Regions from separate parts of the Sus scrofa genome. Here region 2 is linked to region 1. Evidence: chromatin contacts called from public HiChIP or PLAC-seq data. All regions are on one chromosome and are shown on one strand. The core of a region is the stretch at or near the end of the contact, and the rest is flanking DNA. Distances in the headings are between cores, read along the strand shown.

Region 1 (2,934 bases), core at 301-2,800:
TTTACTTATTTGTTTATTTGCATACTTATTTACACATTTTCCCTAATTTTCTTTTGAAAATAATTCTAGCATTGATTTTCCTAAACAGGAGTCCTTTGAAATCAGAGCGTTCAGATGAAAGTGACACTAACAGAAAGCCCACACAAACAAGCAGAAAGAAGAAGAAAGAGAAAAAAAAGAAAAGGAAGCATCAGCACCACAAGAAAACCAAGAGAAAACGTGGGCAGTCAAGCAGCAGTGGATCCGAGTCAGATACTGATTCTGAAAAGGACAAACCTTCCAGAAGCATCAGAGATGGAAACAAGGAATCAGAGAAACCAAAGTAGGTTTTCTCTTCTCAAAAACCTGTGATTTTTCATATCTTGAATTATTTCTCCCTTGATTGTTGGTGATAAGTTAGACATTTGAGTGAATATTTAGCCGCTCAATCAAAATAGAGTCAATAAATACCTTAGTAAAGCTGGGAAAAAGCAGAAAGAGCCCTACCATTAGGTCAACCTAAGAAAAGAAAACTTTCATTTTAAAAAAAGAATAAGGCCATGATTTTATTTGAGAAATATTGCTGAGGCACAGTAACGATTGTGTCAAAATCTGGTTCAGGCAAAAAGTATATAGGATTTTTGGAAGATAGAGAATGTGCCACTTGCTGGGCATATGGGCTAGTTCACTACTTAGTTTTACATGCATTTATTTATTTTTTATTTTTAAAATTTTATTTTTTAAGGTTTTAACACATTTATTTCGATGTTTTAAAATTTTTAAAACATTAAAAAAAATTTTTATTTATTTCTTTTGGCCATGCCAGTGGCATGTGGAAGTTCCCAGGCTAGGTATCGAACAGCAGAGACAATGCTAGATCCTTAACCCGCTGTGCCACAAGGCAGCTCCTTACATGCCTTCATAAAGAATGAGAAAAATGTCTTTCTCTTTCTTGACATGTCTTCCTTTCAGTCACCCACATTAAAACCCCTGTTGTATTGGGAGTTCCTATTGTGATTCAGCGGTAATGAACCCAGCTAGTGTCTGTGGGGACGCAGCTTCGATTCCTGGTCTCGCTAAGTGGTTGAGGATCTGGCGTTGCCGTGAGCTGTGGTGTAGGTTGCAGATGTGGCTCGGATCCCAAGTAGATGTGGCTGTTGTGTAGGCCGGCAGCAACAGCTCCAATTTGACCCCTAGCCTGCCAACTTCCGTATACCTCAGGCACTGACCTAAAAAGACAACCCCCGCCCCCCGCCCCGAGTTTGCTCCTGCATGTGCTTGCCTGCGCACTCTCTCTCTGGTTAAGGTTGATGTAGCACTTAAAATAATCATTGCTTTTGTCCTTATTTCACAGCTGTTTAGAATCACTGGGTTGGAGGTACAGAATGGCTCATGACCACCTACTTCCTTTCCTTGGGGGTTTTCTTTCTCCCCGTGTTTCGCTTGTCTGCCCTGGGCATAGCGTTCACGGCGTTCTGTAGATCTGGTCAGTGCAGGTGCTGAGTGATAGCTTTTCCTCTCTGCTAAGTCTGACCTCCTCCTGCGTAGGAGGCACTGTCCCATGTGTGTGACTCGCGGTATGTGGTGAAACTGCTTGAGTCATTCCTCAATTAACTTTTTTCTTTCCTTCGTTCATGTGGTCTAGAAGAGAGGAAATTTAAGTACCCGTTCGAGGCATACTTTAATAAATTTAGTGCTGTTAAGATTTTTATGACCCTTCAGGGCTTATTTGCTTTAGTTATGTGCTTATGAGTCCCACTGATGTTGGAGTTTCCATCAGAGGCAGACAACGTGGTCTGCTGGGATCCCTTTGTTATCAGATCAGCATTGGAGAACCACAGGCCTCTGTGGCTCAGAGGATCCAGATTTATTTAGCTCTGTCTGCGTCTCAGGTGCTGTGCCTGTAACCCTAGAAGAAGGAAAAATAAAGGAGTCTAGCAGAAAGATTCTGAATTTGACTGAATTTCTGTGGCAGAGCCACTCCTCCCTTCTTACCTTTGTATGCTCTTCCCCACCAGAGGTTAACGTAGGTCCTGATGTGTAATAAACTCTCAGTACATTTTTGTTCTGTGAATGAATGGATGAGTAGATCATTGATTCTTATTAGTATGTCTTCAAAGCAAATGCATAATCGTTGTGTGTTGTGAAGACTCATCTTTAACTATTTGTCTTTTTTTTTTTTTTTTTTGCTGAGGAAAATGAGTTTTATAGGATTTCCTGAAACTGTACCAGAACTACCATAAGAACTTGAAAGAGTAATTTTCAGCCTGTGCTTAACCACATCAGAAGTGATCTTTACAGTCTCTCGATAGTTTTATAATCTAGGTAGCACTTTTTTTTTTTTTTTTTTTTTTTTTAAGGGCTGCACCTGAGGCATGTGGAGGTTCCCAGGCTAGGGGTCAAATTGGAGCTACAGCTGCTGGCCGACACCACAGCCACAGCAACATCAGATCTGAGCCGCATCTTCAACCTACACCACAGCTCACAGCAACGCTGGATCCTTAACCCACTGAGTGGGGCCAGAGATCAGACCCATGTCCTCATGGATACTAGTCCATTTCCTTACCACTGAGCCATGACAGGAACTCTGATCCAAAGGCACTTTTAAGTTTGTTGATGTTTTGTAGAGTATCCCCATTAAGATTAGGGTGGGTTGTTCTTGTCTTTGTCTTTGACTTTCTTACTGTTCACTTCTGTAGCCTTTTCCTGGGAAGGTGACCTGGAAGAGTTGTTTGTTTCTGCACAGACAAGGACTAAGACATTAGTGAGTTGTGTCTTCTGTGATATCAGGAAAGCGGTGTTGGGTGTGTGGCCAGCAGGGTGGAGGGGGTTGTGTACCATATGGGGCTCTTATTCAGGGTCATCGGGGGACAGCTTCCCCAGAGACCATAGCTTCTTGCGACCTTCATTTCCTAGGATGAGCTCTTCACTGTCAGGTGCAGGTCCTTCCCTGTG
Region 2 (3,402 bases), core at 318-2,817, 190 kb before region 1:
GGGCCAGGGAGGGGAGGAGGAAGCAGTGAGGGGAGAGGGGAGGCCCTTCTTTAAAGGCAGCCAGCCCCACCCCCACCCCACCCCCAGCAGCGGGGAAGGATCTGGGGGCAGGTCCTGGGATCAGTCTCAGGACCAGGGTGTCGGGGGGCTTTCAGTGTCTCCCCAGATGGGAACCAAGGCCTCCTGTCCCCTCTGCTCTTGCCTGTCCTCAAGGCCCAAGAGAGGGATATGTGTGTCCACATGGAGTAGCCCCCAGACTCCTCTGGATGGTCACTCAGAGCCCCTTTGTGGCCACACCAAGTCCTTGGATGCCCCACCCCATGTGCCCACAGGAAGTACCCCCTTAGCTTGGCACTCTCCCCACGTTCTCTGGAGATCTTCGCCCTCTACCCTGTTTATTTTGGGCACAGGGGGCAGCCTCTTCCCCACCTCAGCCACGCCTCCCCGCCCAGCAGCCCTGCCCCAGTGCCCCCCCACGGCGTAGCCAGCACAGGGTAAGACGGGCAGCACGGCTCCGATGAAGGATGAAGGCTTGAGAACAGCAAGGGAATTTCAAGGCAGGACCAGCCACATGGGGCCCTGCCCTCCCCTCCTCGACTCCATCCCATCCTCGCCCACAGGGAGCCTCTCGCTGCTCAGCCCCTCTTTCTTTATCTCTGCCTGACCCCTTCCCATCCCCCCCCACCTCTCGTGGCCCCCAGAGTGGACATTGTCCAATTGGAGGCACCAATCACATTTGCAGAAATCACAGGCCCACTCAGTCCTCCTCCGAGCCCTCCCTGGCCCTCTCTCTGGCTCCTCCACTTCTGCCTGCTCTGAGAGCATCCACGCCGGGACCCTGCTAAGGTCCTGTTCCAGGGGAGACACGCAGCAGGCAAGCCATGCTGAGCCGTAAAGACCCAAGGTTTCCCCCCTACACACACACACACACACACACACACACACACACACACACACACGGATGCCTGGTCCCCAGGAGACTCTCAGAACTGCCATCGCTCCAGCCACCAGCCTTCCTCCCACTCGTGGTCAGCTCATTTCCTGCTGCCCCCGCCCCCACCATGGCCGGATGGGACCAGGAAAAGGACATCCTGCAAACGTCTCAGGCAGCCAGGGAATCCTCCAGAAGGCCTTTGGGAGCCAGGCTGAGACCCACCCCCCTCCTCAAGGCCATACCCTGGGAGACATCCATTCCAGCTCTGTGCCTGCCTGGGGGTGACCCTGAGTCACTGACCCTCTCTGAGCCTCAGGGTCCAACGAGGACAGGCATCCCTTCCCAGCGTGAGTCAGCAGGCAGCTGTAGGGATTGCGAGGTGCCAGGAAGGGGTTACCACCCCACGGGGCCACCAAGTGGGGCCTGGGGGGCAGGCTGCAGCCGGACTCCACCTGGAGGCTCAGGCGCCCTGAGTGGGGCTGGCGATGGGGAGGTGGCAGGTGGGTTGTGGGGTGCCTTCTGCTCGTCTGCCCAGAGCAGGCACTCCAGCTGGGCCGCCCACAGCTTCCAGGGCCCTCCCACCTTCTCTGTCTTCTGCTGGTTGACCCCTGGCCTCCTGAGGACAATAGGGTTTCCTGGTGACCACTGGGCTGTGGGTCACAGAGAGCTGGCTGGAATTCCAGCTCTGCCAGGTCACGTCACCGCCAGTGGAGAAGGGCTTCCAGCTCCTGTATCAACATCGGGGTGACACGTCCCCTCACAGGGCTGCAGGCCTGTTAATATAACCTTGATGAAGCACAGTGCCTGGGGCCAGGGTGCGCTGGAGGGGCGACCCCATCTCTTCCCTGCCTAGTGCAAGGGGAGGCGTGGGGGCCCTGGAGCGCGTGGGGGACCATGCTGGCGCCCTCCTCCCTCCTCCCACACAGAACTATTTGCAGCCGAGCTGGAAGCCACACAGCAAGTCCCACTGCATTTCAACTGCATCCCTCTCTGCCTGGAGGAGGACATGGGGCCTGGGCCGGGGTCCTTCCTGCCCACAGTACCAGGTCAGCAGGGATGCAGCTGGTGGCCTGGCTCACGTCAGCCTCCTCGGCCCAGGGGCCCAGAGGGAGGCGAGACCCAGCCTTGCCCACATGCATGGTGCCGCTCTACTGTCTACAGCTGCCTGAGGCAAAGCCTGTGCCCAAGGGCTCAGGCTGTGTGTCTGCTGGTGGGGGGGTTTGAACCTGGGCCTGGATGCTCACTCTCTGAGAAGCCTTAGGGGGGTCACGAGGTCCGAGGATCCATTTCCTCACTTGTCAAATGGACTGAACAAGGTCATTGTGTTAATTTCCTATTGCTGCCCCAGTCAATGGCCACAAGCTTAGTGGCTTGACACAATACACGTCTGAAACGTGTGTCAGGCGACAACAATCGAAGTGTTGGCAGGGATGTGTTCCTTCCAGAGGCTTACCTTTTCCAGCTTCTAGAGGCTGCCGACATCCCTCGGTTGGTGGCCCATCCTCCATCCTCAAGGCCAGCCGTGACTCACTCTGACCTCTGACCTTCCTCATCACATCCGCTTCTCCAACCCTGACTCCTGCCTTCCTCTTGCCCATGTAAGGACCTTGTGATTACTTTGGGCCCAAGGGCGTAATCCAGGATTACCTCCTCACCTCTAGCTCCTTCGCTTAATCACACCCGCAAAGTCCCTTTGCTACGTAAAGTGACAAATTCACAGGTTCCAAAGATCAAGACATGGACATCTTTGGGGACTGTTTTTCTGCCAACCCCTCCTACCACGCGTGGATTCAGAAATACGAAGATCAGGAGTTCCTGTCGTGGCTCAGTGGTTAACGAATCCGACTAGGAACCATGAGGTGGTGAGTTCGATCCCTGGCCTCACTCAGTGGGTTAAGGATCCGGCGTTGCCGTGAGCTGTGGTGTAGGTCGCAGACGAGGCTCAGATCCCGTGTTGCTGTGGCTCTGGCATAGGCTGGCGACTACAGCTCCGATTAGACCCCTAGCCTGGGAACCTCCATATGCCGTGGGAAGCAACCCTAGAAAAGGCAAAAAGAAAAAAAAAAAAAAGAAATACGAAGATCAGAGTCATTAAATTCCCCCATCTGGCGTTCACCTTCTCAGCATTTTGGCCTATGGCCTTCCAGGAGTTTCCTGTGAGTGTATATTTTTAATGAAGTGAACTCATACTAAATTTAACACTTTACAGACACTTTCACTTAAGCTTCCCCTTGTCATTCAATCCTGTGGACAATTAAAGACAGCCTAACCTTTTTTTAGTAGTAGTAGTAGTAGTAGTATTTAACCCTGGCCCTTATTGTCAGTCAGTTAGGCTGCTCACACTGTCACACCACAAACAGTGGAATAATTAAGGCTGGCTCACATCGATTGAGCATTTACGATGCACCAGGTACTGCTCTAAGCAATCGACGTGTAAGAACTCATCTAACCCTCATGACAGCCCTATG

What was found. HiChIP or PLAC-seq counts read pairs in DNA pulled down with a chosen protein or histone mark.
Region 2: an H3K27ac HiChIP or PLAC-seq map of alveolar macrophages shows a contact between it and region 1. The contact joins two enhancer-like sites. A contact is called at or near these places in 1 of 47 Hi-C or Micro-C datasets (embryonic fibroblasts) and 1 of 2 datasets of contacts at active chromatin or transcription factors (alveolar macrophages).

Annotation. Positions count from the first base shown.
Region 1 is chr7:112,072,842-112,075,775 of Sscrofa11.1, reverse strand. NRDE2 (protein NRDE2 homolog) reads left to right here. Exons shown (of 14, transcript XM_021099603.1): 3 at 89-322. Among named protein-coding and RNA genes, the nearest start is that of NRDE2, 16 kb to the left of the region's middle. Within about 2 kb of position 1,550, at least 2 of the 83 cell types and tissues checked have an H3K27ac peak or open chromatin away from gene starts, as enhancers often do. A contact at or near this core is called in alveolar macrophages, where this site is marked.
Region 2 is chr7:112,264,501-112,267,902 of Sscrofa11.1, reverse strand. No RefSeq gene overlaps it. Among named protein-coding and RNA genes, the nearest start is that of CALM1, 110 kb to the right of the region's middle. Within about 2 kb of position 1,567, at least 26 of the 83 cell types and tissues checked have an H3K27ac peak or open chromatin away from gene starts, as enhancers often do. A contact at or near this core is called in alveolar macrophages, where this site is marked.